Regions from separate parts of the Mus musculus genome. Here all the other regions are linked to region 2. The links are chromatin contacts, called in public promoter capture Hi-C maps. All regions are on one chromosome and are shown on one strand. Each heading gives the region's core, a stretch centred on a gene start, on an enhancer-like site or on the middle of the called end of the contact. The rest is flanking DNA. Distances are from core to core; before and after follow the strand shown. Region 1 holds the start of Gprasp2 (G protein-coupled receptor associated sorting protein 2). Region 2 holds the start of Arxes1 (adipocyte-related X-chromosome expressed sequence 1). Region 3 holds the start of Bex3 (brain expressed X-linked 3). Region 4 holds the start of Tceal9 (transcription elongation factor A like 9).

What was found. Promoter capture Hi-C pulls out the DNA fragments that hold promoters and counts their contacts.
Region 1: a contact with region 2 is called in a promoter capture Hi-C map of cranial neural crest. The contact joins the promoter of Gprasp2 here to the promoter of Arxes1 in region 2. A contact is called at or near these places in 4 of 39 promoter capture datasets (the 3T3-L1 cell line, cranial neural crest, embryonic stem cells and 1 more).
Region 3: a contact with region 2 is called in a promoter capture Hi-C map of second pharyngeal arch cranial neural crest. The contact joins the promoter of Bex3 here to the promoter of Arxes1 in region 2. A contact is called at or near these places in 7 of 39 promoter capture datasets (the 3T3-L1 cell line, cranial neural crest, frontonasal cranial neural crest and 4 more) and 1 of 115 datasets of contacts at active chromatin or transcription factors (stem cell-derived neural progenitor cells).
Region 4: a promoter capture Hi-C map of frontonasal cranial neural crest shows a contact between it and region 2. The contact joins the promoter of Tceal9 here to the promoter of Arxes1 in region 2. A contact is called at or near these places in 2 of 39 promoter capture datasets (cranial neural crest and frontonasal cranial neural crest), 1 of 115 datasets of contacts at active chromatin or transcription factors (embryonic midbrain) and 1 of 9 other capture datasets (adipose tissue).

What each region holds. Positions count from the first base shown.
Region 1 is chrX:135,836,923-135,840,411 of GRCm38.p6, reverse strand. Gprasp2 (G protein-coupled receptor associated sorting protein 2) reads right to left here and starts at 1,378. Exons shown (of 6, transcript NM_001359371.1): 1 at 1,150-1,378; 2 at 1-19.
Region 2 is chrX:136,031,407-136,034,922 of GRCm38.p6, reverse strand. Arxes1 (adipocyte-related X-chromosome expressed sequence 1) reads right to left here and starts at 1,556. Exons shown (of 1, transcript NM_029541.3): 1 at 1-1,556. The coding sequence starts at 1,417. The coding sequence ends at 875.
Region 3 is chrX:136,268,365-136,271,750 of GRCm38.p6, reverse strand. It overlaps Bex3 (brain expressed X-linked 3), which reads right to left and starts at 1,498. Exons shown (of 3, transcript NM_009750.2): 1 at 1,350-1,498; 2 at 869-941; 3 at 1-488. The coding sequence starts at 460. The coding sequence ends at 86.
Region 4 is chrX:136,243,312-136,246,845 of GRCm38.p6, reverse strand. It overlaps Tceal9 (transcription elongation factor A like 9), which reads right to left and starts at 1,766. Exons shown (of 3, transcript NM_011712.2): 1 at 1,619-1,766; 2 at 1,080-1,145; 3 at 1-510. The coding sequence starts at 480. The coding sequence ends at 166. It overlaps Gm39535 (a long non-coding RNA gene), which reads left to right and starts at 1,809. Exons shown (of 2, transcript XR_878245.2): 1 at 1,809-2,126; 2 at 3,092-3,534.

The DNA of each region.
Region 1 (3,489 bases), core at 129-2,628, 190 kb after region 2:
GACCAGCCTTAAAGCAGGGCTGTGGACAAAGATGAAAATGTATGGCACTTATATGATGGTAGCAGCTGATCATGTTATGAATGTCACCAAGGATATGAACCAGATCATGTGTCTTTCAGCATTTAGGGTCCTACTGCTGGAACATTCTAGATTTATTTAGCCTGGCTGTAGGGCTCCTGAGGTAACACCCCCTTCTTTGATGTCATCCTTATTAGTCCCTTCTGCAATGTTGAAGATCCGCCACTAGGTGGCCATATTTCCTTTCCTTGCGCAGCAAAAAATGGGGGAAGGGCGCAGCACATTCTAGAAACCAGGTTCTGAAGTGGTCCTTGGATTTATGACTCCGTCATCATCCCCAAACCATCTTTTCAGACCCCAGATTTGGGAGGGAGGGGAAAGGCAGTGTGGAAGGTACCTACAAGGTTGTGAGAAATGAGATTAGGAGACACTAATGGATATCCCACCTGTTCTGGCCAGTCACCCCCACCATTTTTTGCATCTCCACTCACTGTCTGGTGCCCATCCCCATTACTACACACCTCCAGAAATCCGCGCTGTTTTTTCTCTTCTTCTTTTCTCAAGCTTCTGGTCTATAGATGCTCACCGTGGCCTGTCAGAATATGCCAGACCTACCATGCAGACAGGTCACTTTCCATCAATCAGAAGCCTGTGGGGAGTGACAGCACCCAGGATGCAGGGTACCAGGGCCCCTCTCAGGAACCATTTCGGAGCCCTAATAGCCGAGGCGACTCACCACCCACCAGCTGAGTTGGCCCCCTGCACCTGCACCCACATCCATGGGCTCCAGGCTTGCTGTCCTCCTCCCCCGCAACCCCCCACCGCCATTTCTCCTGTGGCCACCTACCTCATAACCTGTGTTGGTCCCGGACTGACACCTGGAGGGAGGCTGTCAGGTTGTAGGCTCTGCCACCCTCCAAAACCCGCAGACTTTGCCTCCTCAGCCGCCCCCTGCTCCTGCGGCCCTGCCTTAGTTCCCCGCTTCCTCCTCCCCACCACGGTCTGGGGTCTCCGGGCACCGCGCACACTCCAGGGAGCAGCTGCGACCCCTTTGCCTCCACTGAACTGTCAGGGCCAGGCAGTTGTTTGCAGTGCGCGACCGCCCAGAGCCCTCGACACACCCCCACTTGCCTGGCCAGGCGCACGGCCCAGGTCCCTGGGCTCCCCCACGTCCGACTCCTATTCCTGGGTGTTCTCTGTCCTCTGCAGATCCTCTCACTGGCCTTTAACGCTTTGCGCGCGAGTGGAATGGCAGAGATGTGTCCTGTCCCCACGCCTCTGCACCAAACAGGCAGGGGCTGCGCAGGATGCGACAAGCCAGCTCTCCTCGAGGGTGTCGGGAAGGGGGCGGAGGGATACTGCGCACGGGGCTCTACGCCCCCTCCCGGACCCACTGTAGTTCCGACTCGGAGTGGGCGGGGCCAGACAGCCCCACTCCTCTTGGAGGGGTGGGTTGCACCGGTTAGGCGTCTGCAGACCCCTGTTCACCCTAACCAGAGACCACCACCACTTTTTTTTTTTTGGCGCCACAACAGTGTGTGGGATGGCTAAGACCTAGAGTCTATGAGGGTTTTGGGAAGGGGGGGACTATAAGGAGGAGAAGGTCTGCAGTTAGGGAGCAGGGGGGAGCAGCGGAGGGATACTGAGTGGCCCCTAGATTTGCACTTCAGAACGAGGCTGGACAGTGCCTACCCATCACAGCACCCACTCTGTACTCCCTCCCAACCTCCCCCCCCCTTTCTGTCGCCAATGGAAGGGGAGGGGGGCTGTTAGTAATGCAGCCTGAGAGGGGACAGGTGACCTAGCAACAGCCAGCCAGCCAGTAGGTTCCTGTTGATTCTCCCATGTTTTCTCTTACTGGCTCATGCAACCATGAAGAGGAGAGCATTTTTGAATCTAAAGGATAGGACATGGGGGCTTTCATTACAACCCCCACCACTGTCCACTTTTCAAAAGGGAGATAGAGGCACAGAGGGATGGAGGGAGGGAGAAAAGAAGAGAGGGGTGGAGAGAGAGAGAGAGAGAGAGAGAGAGAGAGAGATGTTCTCATTCTAAGGAGCAATACCCTTGGGTTACTTATTGACTTATTGTCTGTCCCCACAATTGTCCTTTCCCTGTCAGTATTTACAGGGTGCCATAGAGACCTACAGCCTAGTGTTGGGAGCCATATTGGGCCTGTTCAGTTTCCTTGCCTATGGTTCTCTGAACTCATCTCTTCCCAGTCAGGTCCAAGCTCTTGTTTTTGGCAGCATGCATATGCAGGAGGATCAACTAGCTTGGATCTCAGCCACAACTCGATTCACTGTAACTGTCAGGGAAACCACCCTCTGTGCATTTTTTCTCTCACAACCCACCCCTGGCTGACTTTGAGTCTTTTCTTTTACCCCACCCACAAAATTCCCTCTGCTCTCCATCCTCTTTGCTTGTTTTGTGAGAAAATCAGGAATGGCCTTAAGCACACAGTAAAGCTGCCGGGCTTGCTCATCTAGAAATTCCTTTAAACACCTAGTTAGTTTGCAGCAAAACAACAACCCCAAGGATATGTGAACATACATTATTCGGCCAAGGAGAACTGAGGTTTCAGGTGGAACTCCAGTTGCAAATAGTGGGATCTAGCACACAATTCTGCTAGATGAGTCTACCCAATATAACTGTAAAGATTATAGGTGTGGCATAAATCCTGTGTTTGAAGGAAACAGCATGTGGGGAGGGGGCAGCTGAAAAGTCCCTTATTAGCTTTGAAGATGTAAGGACTACAGTAGCCATAGAATGTAACCTGTCTCCAGAACACAGGAAGAAAACCAATGAAGATTCTCCCTTGTAATCTTAGAAGGAAAGGAACTCTCATAAGACCTTTACATTAGTGTCAGTTTTTAAAATAATTTCTAACTTCCATAATTGTAAAATAATAACTATATCTTTTTTGTTTGTTTGTTTGTTTTCGAGACAGGGTTTCTTTGTGTAGCCCTGGCTGTCCTGGCACTCACTTTGTAGACCAGGCTGGCCTCGAACTCAGAAATCCGCCTGCCTCTGCCTCCCAAGTGCTGGGATTAAAGGCGTGCGCCACCACCACCGGGCAATAACTATATCTTATGCTACTATATTTGTAATACAGTTGACTGTCTAGCCGCTGTTTCACCTCTATATGTTCAAAGAACCCTGGATGGAAAAAGACTTTGTCTTACTAACATGCTCCCAGCAAGAGAGTTCCACGAGCCTCATAAAATGTACACTGTAGTCAGCATCTTAAACCTTTTGAAAGAACAATTTATTATTTTATGTGTATTTGTGTTTTGCAGGCAAGTGCGTTGGTGTACCACAGGCTTGCTTTGTACCTGCAGAGGTCAGAAGGACATGGGATCCCTTGTTACTGGAGTTAAAGATGGTTGTGAGCCAAAATCTGGTTGCTGGGATTAAATTTAGGTCTTCTTCAAGGGTAGTAAATGCTCTCAATAGCTGAGCAATCTCTCT
Region 2 (3,516 bases), core at 307-2,806:
ATAGAAGTTTTTTTTTAACACAACTTGAACACAAGCTACTTTTACATAAGATCAGAAACATCAAAACAGAGAGTTTCAGGGTTACAAAAATACAATGTAAGTTACACATGAAATTCCTATGATGTCATCTCAGGTATCAGGGGTGGAATAAACTTAGGGAATGAGAATATCCAAGATCAAAGTTAGACTCCACTTTTTTTGCTAGCTATTTAAGCTTGAAATGATTCCCCAAGCTTCAGGGGTTCACAGTGTTCATCTGCAAACAGCCCATGTTTCTATTATATACATCCCGAGACTGCTGGCAATAGGATACAATAACATATAAGAGAGTTTGTAAATGAAAAAAATTAAACGATGAGTGTTAATATTACTCCAAAACTTATTAAAATGGAGACTTGTGGAGAACTGTACATAATTAGCACCTAGTGGTAGTAAGCATACAGACTGAAACTCAATGGGAAAGTCATGCAAACGTTTTCAACCTTCACTAACAATGGTTAAAACATTAATTTTTTTCAAAAAAATGTAAAACAGAAAAACTTTTGGAGGAAAAACCTGGAAAGACCCATATTTCTCAGACAGTCGGCATATCAATAATGTGTTACAGTGATTTACAGAATCATCATGTACTCGGTCTTTAGTCACTTTATTTCCACCACTTATGGTATCTAACAAACGATATTAACTGTCCCCCCCCCCCCAAGGAATCAAGCATGCTTTACACGAGGTGAACAAACGTCTGCTTCTAAATCACATTCAGTGTAGGCATGCAGGAATGCGACACATAAATTGTTACAGCACGTGTTTCTTGACAGTTTTAAACTATGATTCCTTAGGTCCACAGATGTCCCGTTTCCGATGCAGAGAGAATTCTTCAAAAAGTCGTGGCTATTTCATAGGAATCTGGAAACGGGACAGACACGCGTCCAGATCCAGTCACAAGAGGCAGGATCCCAGCAATCGGTATCACTTGCCAGGAGAGAGTCAAAGTGACATTCCTGTTTCCCTTGAGCCCGTGTCCATCGTCAAAGAAAAAATACTTGCTTTTGACGTCTTTCAGGTTCAGCTTGGGGTTCTCGCCTCGCAGAAGGATCTTGTCCCAGAGGACCACCTGGTTCACAGCGTTGCTTTTGGTGGAATATTCTGCCGACAGATAAAGGAAGAGCTGCTTGACGTTCCAGTCGAAAGTCTTCTCCAGATCCGCAGAGATGTGGAAGGTGATGAAGCCCAGGTCGCTCTTCTTTCTGGGTCCGGTGAAGTCTTCCACTTTTTTGAGCAGGATCCTGGAGACGTGCAGGCGCACGGGCGCGCTCCTGTCTTTGAAGGCGGTGGTGAGGATGCAGCCCAAGGTGAGCGCCGCCATGACGCTCAGCGTGAAGGCGAACAGCGAGTTGGCCCGGGACAGCAGGGAGTTCATCTTGCAGGGTGTTCAATCGGCGGCTCCCTCCACGCGGGCTCCACCGGCGCTCGCTGGCTGGCTGGCTGGCTGGCTGGCTCGGCACGGGGCGTGCAGTTCGCTCCGCGGTCCCTCTGCCTTCCTCTGGCTCGCGCGGAATGCCGGGCTCGCGCACGCGTCCCTGGAGCGCGCACCGCCCACGATGCCTGCCCCCTCCCCCGCCCCAAGCCACTAGTTAACCCTACAACCACTGTCTGCTGAGAGTCTAAGGCACTTGGAGCATCTCATAGAAAGCCGCAGCCTGGCTGAATGAGCCCAGCGGTGCCTTGAACTGTCTCACCCTCACACCCAGACACAGTCACGGAAGGTCCCTGGCACCAACCACAGCCCCTGCCCCGGCACACAAAGCCCTGGCCAGGGAACCCTCTCCCTCTGCACACTGCTGCATCATGGCTTCCATACATCCTAGCCCCTCCCCTGGCCTTCTGCAACAGGCTGCTGATGCCTGGACTTCCTTTCCCCCACACTAGGCTAATCCTGCCTCTGCAGTCCATTCTCTACACACAGACCAGCCATTCCCTACAGGTCATGTCACCCCCCTTGCTGGGATCCTCCGCCCTCAGCATACAGTCTTAGTGGCAGAGGAGGCCCAGACTCTGCTGCATCTGCCCTGTCCACCCCTCACCCCCTACCATCCTGATGGTTGTCTGCCAGGCTGCAGCCAGTGGGCTTGCTGTCCTCTGCTCCTGGGTTAGCTGGAGCACACACAGTCCAAGCGCACCAAGACCTGGCCTGTCTGTGCATGGCTTCTTTGCATTCAGGACTCAGTTCTAAGGCCACTTCCAGCAAAGGCTTTCAGTGACAACTCCATGTAATCCCCTGTTCAAACTGTTTTCTGTTTATTTTCTTCACACAGAAATCCCCATATAACTTGCCTGGTTAGTTGTTTTCTTACCCAGTTTTGCCAATGCACAGTGGCCTCTTTCTGTCTTCTTTCTGCTACTTTTCCAGTGCCTAAGCCAGTGTTCTGTATATTCATTACTGAATGATTATTAATAAATTGAAAGAATTACTGACACTTTAGAGAAGATAGAAAATTTACAACTGAGAACTCTGACAAAACACACTAAATTATTTAAGATATTAAAAGATCTTGTTGCAAATAGACATCAGTGCTTTTCAAAACTCAGTGACTATCAGAATCAGCTGAAATCTACCCACCTCAATTCCATGGGTTTTTTTGTTTTGTCTTTTTTATTCAAAAGAGTTTATTCTTCGAGTTTAATAAGCACCAGCAGAAGATTTGAGTGGGGGAAGGTTCCACACTTGGAAAAAATCCTGACTTCTTTTGTCAACATTTTAACCCAACTAATTTAATGGCACCATGCAGAGTTCTGGGACAACTGGAATGTTTTTATTGATGAAATTTATCCAAGTGCCCTGAGAACACAGGTTCTTCCCTACCTGGGATCAGTAAACTCTAGAGAGTAGATCTGTTCATTAAAAGGATTAGCTTCCTTCCTTCCTTCCTTCCTTCCTTCCTTCCTTCCTTCCTTCCTTCCTTCCTTCCTTCCTCCCTCCCTCCCTCCCTTCCTTCCTTCCTTTTCTATGTATGTGAGAACACTGTCTGTCTCAGACACAACAGAAGCCATCAGATGGCTGTGAGCCACCATGTGGTTACTGGAAATTGAACTCAGGATCTCTGGAAGAGCAGTCAATGCTCCTAACTGCTGAGCCATCTCTCCAGCCTAAGGCTTGGTATTCTTATCCTTTTGTTTAGAAGGGACTGGTTCCAGGTAGTGCCCTAAAGATGGAACTCTGATGTCTTCACTCTTACTCCTTTAACCTGATTCTAGTTAGCAGAATCTTCACCCTTGCCTATGGCAAACAGCACAGGTTTAAGTATCATAAATTTAACGAAGAGTTCTAGGAATTCTGAACCACCTGATGATAGTTACTTTAAAGAACTCCTTCCCTCCCCCTGAGACAATAGGATGCTTTCCCATGTAGGATCTCAACCTCAGAGTGTCTCTTGTTCAGGTATGTTCAGAATTGTTACTTGCTAGTGTGGAGGAGACTTGTGGATTGGGTAGTGTTTTACTAAAAGTGTCCCCATAATG
Region 3 (3,386 bases), core at 249-2,748, 240 kb before region 2:
GGTCATTAAAGGCATGTCAGGAAAATGCGAGGAAAAGGGCTACAGCGGGAGTCACAGTATGGATCTCAGGGGGGAATGACCGAAGTCAAGGCATAAGGCAGAATTCATCATGGTGATCGTGGTGGTTAGACAGCTCCCCCATAAGGATGCGTAGACAATTTCTCAGCTGTAGCTCCCTAAGCTTTCTCCGGATCTCTCTCATCTCCTCCATGAACATTTCCATATCATCTCCATCTCCACCCAACCCGTCATTCATCTGCCTGTTGGGAATGGCCCATCGGAAGTTAGGGGCAAGTCGGCGAGCCTGGCCTCTTCGGTGGTGGTTGTGGTTATGGTTGTGGTTGTTGTTGTTGTTGTTTGCAGCAGGCTGGTGGCCCTCACCTCCTCCCACAGGGCGGTCTTCCTGTCCATTCTGCAGGGGCTGCTCCATCTCTTCGTTTTCCTGGTGGACATTGGCCATGATGAGATTTTGTTTCCTGGTTGCTATTCTTTGAACACAAGCAAGACAGGGCAAGGGGAGGAAAAAAAAAAAAAAACCCAAACTGAATGCTCGATGCAGTGACCAGCAAAAGTCAGAGATTAACAACAAGGATTTTCATTATTATTTTTTTCCCACCTTAGAGTCTCCAGGCAACCTCTAGGGAGCCTCCATTTCGAGCCCCTCCCCCCTCCCAGCTCTCTGTCCCCTCCCTCCCCCAAAGCCCACCATTTTTTATTTCCCAGGATCCTTTCCCTGAGCTTTCAGCCACCAAAATGGAGGACTGAGAAGAAGAGTAGTGTGGAGTGGGGGCTCTCACAGGGGTCCTAGACAGGGCTTTCCCCAACCTCCCCCAGCCACCCACCCCACCCCCACCGCCACTGAACCAACCTGGGCCTATCCCTTGCGGCGTAGTCCTCCTGTCAATTCCCGCTGCCGCCTGGACTCTCGGCTTCCAGTCAATCTGCAGACAGGGTGGGATGGGAAGGACTGGGCGCCGAGCTCAGCACCGCACCCGCCTTCCTCGGACCCACCGCCCATCCCCCTACACGGCCGCCCACGATCTCTAGCAGCCCCGTCCCCATCCCCGTCCCCATCCCCGTCCCCATCCCCGTCCCCATCCCCGTCCCCATCCCCATCCCCGTCCCCGTCCCCGTCCCCGTCCCCGCTCTCCGGGGCTCGCTCTAGCGCTCTCCGCTGCGGGCCCGCCCAGCCGCCCCTCTCCCGGGACCCCCGCGCCGTCCCCGCCCCTGAGCCCGGGCGTCCCTTCCCGGGCGCAGCCGGGGTTCCCCGCGCGGTGCACAAAGCCGCGGTGCGCGCCCGCCCGTCGCGAGGCTGTCGCCCGCAGGGCCGCGGCGTGCAGGCCCCTTACCTGTCCCGCTCGCCTCGGGCCCGCTGCCAGCCCGCCGCGCGCAGAGGAGCTCCGAGCTGCTGGCCAGACGCTCGTGACGACTGCACCCAAGGCTGCGTCGCTCTGCAGCCCCGGGTCACGTGAGGGCCCTGCGTCACTGCCAAGCCCGCTCCCCCTGTTCGGGAGGCCAGTGCGACAGGAGGCCCCGCCCCCGCCTCCCCGCCGCCAGTGCTCACCTCGGGCCCCACCCGTCACTCATCCGGATCCTCACCAATCTGAGGAACCACAAGTGGCATCACCATCAGGAGGTTGGACATCTCCCTTCCCTGTTACCAGGGAGGGTCTGCACCATCCTCTATGTCTCCCTCCCACTATAGCCAGGTCTTGGCTTTGGCCTTCTTTGAGATTCCTCTCCACCTTATCCAAATGTTTTCTCCAGAACTTCTCCCCATAACACACCAAGAGATAGAGAGTGGGGTAGACTGTACATATTTCTCTTTATTTCCTTAAAACATACACACACAGGTACACACACACATACACAACCCCACACACAAGCGCGCGGGTACACACACACACACACACATAGGCATGATCAGCATGATTTAGAAAATTCAAAATTATAAGGACCACTCCTTTTTTGGAACGCTGGGGATTGATCCTCTAGCTTAATAATTGCTGGACAAGCTGTCTTCTACCGAGGTGTATTTACAGACCGCTCCAGCCCCTGCCCCCCAACACACACACTTTTTAAACTAAAAAGAAAAAAGAGTACAGTGCCTGTCTATGTTGTTGGGGCTGCCCTTGAATTTCATTCCTTCTACATCAGCCTCCCTTGTAGCTAAGGTTAAAAGGCTTGCACTATCAAGGCTGGTGAGTTTTCAGTTTTGAAAAAAAAAATATGCTTCATTCTGCAAAATGAAAAGAAAAAAAAGTGCTATTTATACTATCACACAGAAAAATATCTTCTCTAGGTTTGGGGTGTCAGTTTTGAAATACCCTGTACTCGTCTGTTACAATTTTTTCTTTAAAAAGAAAGGACACTTGCTGAATACAACTAATGCTTTAAAACAATTCTGGAATCGTTCCTACAGAAAGAAGTCATACTTTTCTATGATTTTGGAGGTGTGGCAGGTTCTCAGTTGTAATCCCTGACTATATGGAGCTCACTCTATTTAACAGGATGCCCTCAAATTTGGGGTGATCTTCCCTGCCTCTGCCTCCTCCTTCTGCCTCCCAAGGCCTGGTGTTATCTGAGATGTCTCTGATTCCACAGTCCTCAGGAAAAAGAGCCATTTGAATTCTTGGCTTTCCTCTCCAAGCCTTTCAACCCACCCTATAAATAATAAGCTGAGAAATATAACATATCTAGAAGTTATCCCCAAACCTTCTACTCTGGTATAAATGCCTCAAGAAATATTAGAACTAAGCAAAGGATGGATGAACTTGGTGTGAAAACTCATACTGAAGGCAACTGTTTCTTCCACCCTGAAATCGCTGTACAAAGTGTCATTCTGTGGCCCAGACAAGCCTGGAGTTGAAATCGGTTTCTTTAAAAGTAAATAAAACAAACAAACAAAGGTCACAGGTAGAAGGTAGATTTTTGGAAACATAGTTGCCAATATTTACAACTTAATAACTTCATTATGCGAACAAAGTTGCTTCTAGTTTGGGCCTCAAATTTCTGTATGGTGTCCTGGTAAATGAGGCAGGTTCCTGGGGATATAAAGTGCAGATGCCTGGTGTGCTATAAAATTATGAGTTTGGAGATACAACATATAGCTCCGAAATCTCAAACTGCAAAATTATCGCCAGTAATTGCCTTTTAAGATAAGGCTGGTGATTTGGCCATTCTGTCTCCCAACTCACAACTCTTCCTTGTGAAAAATAAAAAGTATAGACAAATTGATCAACTTGATCCAAGAATGCTTCAGAAACCAGGAAGCCCATAAAGCCAGAAGAGATTCAAAGACACCACTCTTCAACATGGCCAAGCCACATGTTTTGGACAGAAAATGGAAATGTACAGAAAACGGAACTGAAGTTGGGTGACAGCTT
Region 4 (3,534 bases), core at 517-3,016, 210 kb before region 2:
AAATATAATCAACAGTAAGATACAGACAACAAGAGATACAGCTAAAGCCACTAACAGCAACAGATTCAAAGTAGGAAGATGGGCAAAGGTCTTATCAGGAAAATGCTAATGAAAAGAAAGCTAGATCGCAATGGTAACATCAGATAAAAGGGAAAGCAAGCCAAGCTACATTAAATAGGGGTAAGGATGGCTTCGGTTAGCCTTCCAACGCGTCACTATAAGTTTGTTTCTCACTTTCCTGATCTCATCTAGCTCCTCCACATCTCTAAACAGATCATCACTGCTCAGGTGCCTGTTGTGTATATCCTCCTGAAAATCCTGCAGAGACCGGATCAGCCTCTCCCGAAAAGTTTCTTCGGATTTCTCCTCCTCCTCGGGTTCCTGCCCCTCCTCGGGCTTTTCCTCCGGCTTTGGCTCTTCCTCAGGCTTTGGCTCATCCTCCTTTTCTAGGTTTCCTTCCATTTTTTGGCAGGGTTTCATCTTGTGTCTGCTTCTCTTCTTTGCTGCTTCCTGCAGAATACGGGAATGCAATGATTTCTAGGAAGCGAGGGGGGAGGGGAGGGGGAGGGGGAGGAGGAGGAGGAGGAGGAGGAGGAGGTGGTGGTAGATGGAAGACTTGGTAGATGGGCAGGTGCTGTGCACAAAGGTCTCCTCACCGTTTGCTTACGCCCTCCCCATCCCACCCCCCCTCCGTCCACTCTTGCCCCCTCCCGCTCTCCCTCTCCCCACTTCCCTCTTTCCCCTCCTCTCTTCCCCCCACCCTCGTTCGGTCTAACTGCCCTCACCAGATACCTTCCACCTGAGAAACCCAGTCCGCAATCAAGGTTTCCCTGTCCCCGCCCCTCTTACCTCCATTTTCCACCCCCTCCCCTCTCTAGTCCCTCCCTCCAGCATTTTCCAAGGCCTTCCTTCCCGCCTCCCGCCCCAGCCCTCCACAAATCTTTCTCCCTCCCAGGCCTAACACAGGCCCCTCCGAAAGGGGTGGGGGGAAGGGAGAGGGGACTGGGGCCTTCAGCCTCTGCAGGCCTTCACCGACCCATATCCTGGGGGAGTCTTTTATAAAGTTCCCCCTCACTTACCAGGTACAGATCTGGTCGATTTCTTTTTCCTACTTATTTTAGCCTGGTGCGGTACAAAGAACAAACCTGCAGGCAAACGGAGAAGGGAGGGGATGTTGGGGGTGGGGCAAGCAAGCCCTCGGTGCTCAGCAGAGCACTACCACGGACCCAGCTCGCCGAGCTCTCCGCATTTAAGGGCTTGCTTATGGAAGTTTCCCACCCTTTGTTTCCCAAAGGACTCCTCCTTCCCACCCCGCAAGTTAGCCTGTCTTTCTCACCAGACAGAGGGTAAAAAGGAGCTATTCTTCCCCAACTATCTGTAGATCCGAGACGAGGTTTGGGAAGCAAAGTGGGGGTCCAAAATCTCAGAGTATGATTATTTTGGAATCGTCACAGCCCCCCTTGTTTTCTCTTGGGACCCCCTAGTCGTTTCACAAGTGTCCTTTCCTGAAGAATTAAAGGTACGAGGTGGAGGGACAGACTTAACCAGGACTCAAGTCACTACCCTAGACCACTGTAAACTACAAAAATCCTTGGCAGTAACGGCTTAAAACACTAACCTGATGAATTGAAGCAAGCTGTCTCTTCTGGCCGCTGGCCTCTCGCACCACCGTCTGCAAGGCTAAAGGGAGCTGGTACCCAGATGGAAACAAGGACCAGACTAGCAGGATTTCTGCACACGTCGACTCCTGGTCACATGAGATCTACGTCACCAGTGAGGTCCGGTCCCCGATCTCCACTCCCACAAAAAGCGCGGCAGATGTGGCCCCGCCCTCCGCTCCCATCTACCACCCCCTCTCTAAACATTCATTTGGCCTTGTCAGTCTTTTCTGGAGGAAGAAAAAAAAAGAATGTGCGGATTGGTTTTATTGTTGTTGTTCTTTTTGCAGCTCTCTGATTACTAAAGAGGAGCGTCATATTTTTTGAAGCTACGGAACTTTTCGGCTTCTTTTAATAATAGGCTCTTCCTGTCTCACGCTCCTAACTGCCAGTACCACTCACCCCCCACCTAGCTTTCCTTAGCCCCTCCTCCTTCATCTGAAACGCACTCCTTTGTTGTGGAGCCAGGTAGGTAGGTCAGAAAGCAGTGGGAGAGGGGGAATCTTGAAATAGAAGTGGGATTTTTCTTTAAGGCAACTTAAACTTTATTCTTAATACGTCTGTAGTCTTTTCGAAAGTAATGTTGTTTTACAGTCAGAAGTGACAGCCAAATTACTTTAGATACATTTGTGAATTCATACATGTTCATTTCTTATACTAGTGCCTAGTGTTTTTTAGTAAATGCATTCAAAGTATATGCCTTTACATTTTTTATTATATTGTGGTGTTACTTGGGGGAATTATTTAAAAAGAAGAAAAATCATGTTTAACTCTAGAGGCCTGCTGGTGGTATTATTACCAAGAAGTGGTGTCGCCTGAAGAATCGCTGCTTCAACACTTGCCAGCATAGATTGTTCGAAAACAGTCGCCTCATCTTAAAGAAAGTAACACTTTATATACACCACGAATTGTTGGACTGTCTTAACAATATGTGTCTGCTCTAAATCGCTTAGCTCATAGAAAACTTTCAACATTTACTTATTCCCATTTTATTTCATATATATGCATATCTCACTCACGCTGGAGTGAGACTGGATATAGTATAATTATGTTCCCCTTTAACAGGAGGACTCTAGCTTCTTTATCTTGTACTTGACTTTAAATTAAACTTTAAACTTGACTAGTCAAGTTGCTAGTTTTATGATGATGATGGTTGCTTGGGTTAAGGACTTAAAAGCCTCTATAGGTGAAAGTATTGGCTGCTCACTTGGTTACATATACCTAGTAAGTGTCTAAAATGTCTAAAAAATATATTTTAAAACTTGGCATTGCTGCTTTCAAACTGTATCTTCTGTTTGGTCATCTTAACCTTTGAGTCAGATTTCTGCTCAATTTTACATGTAGACATAGCAGTCATTTAAGATGTGGCTTGTTCAGAACAATAATACAAGGTTGTTTTGACCTAAATTTGCACACTGTGTTCCCTCTCCAAGGCTACAGACACCAAGATAAGAGGAAGTAAGACAATATTCCATTCTTGGCCATTGGAATCTAGAAGTCTCCAGTAAACAGTGCTCTGCTGCTGTTACCTCTGTTCCTTTTCCTGTCTACAAAGCTGCTTTGCATCCCTGAATCCACTAAGATGATCTTTTATTGGCAATAACCTCTCAGTTTCTTTGCTTTGTTAGCATTCCAAGTGCAATCTTTTCCTTGCTTCAAAAACATACATTTGAATCATTTGCAAGCCACAAGTAATGGTCTTGTAACACATCGACATTTGTATGTTGGAAACTTGGTCCCCAGGGTGGTAACATGGGAAGTGACGGAACCTTTAAAAGGTGCAGACCAGTAGGAAGCCATTAGGTCACTGAATGGTATTGCCTTTGACAGGAACTGAAGCAATTCTCAAGGAACTCTGGTTATTTCTCACAAAAGG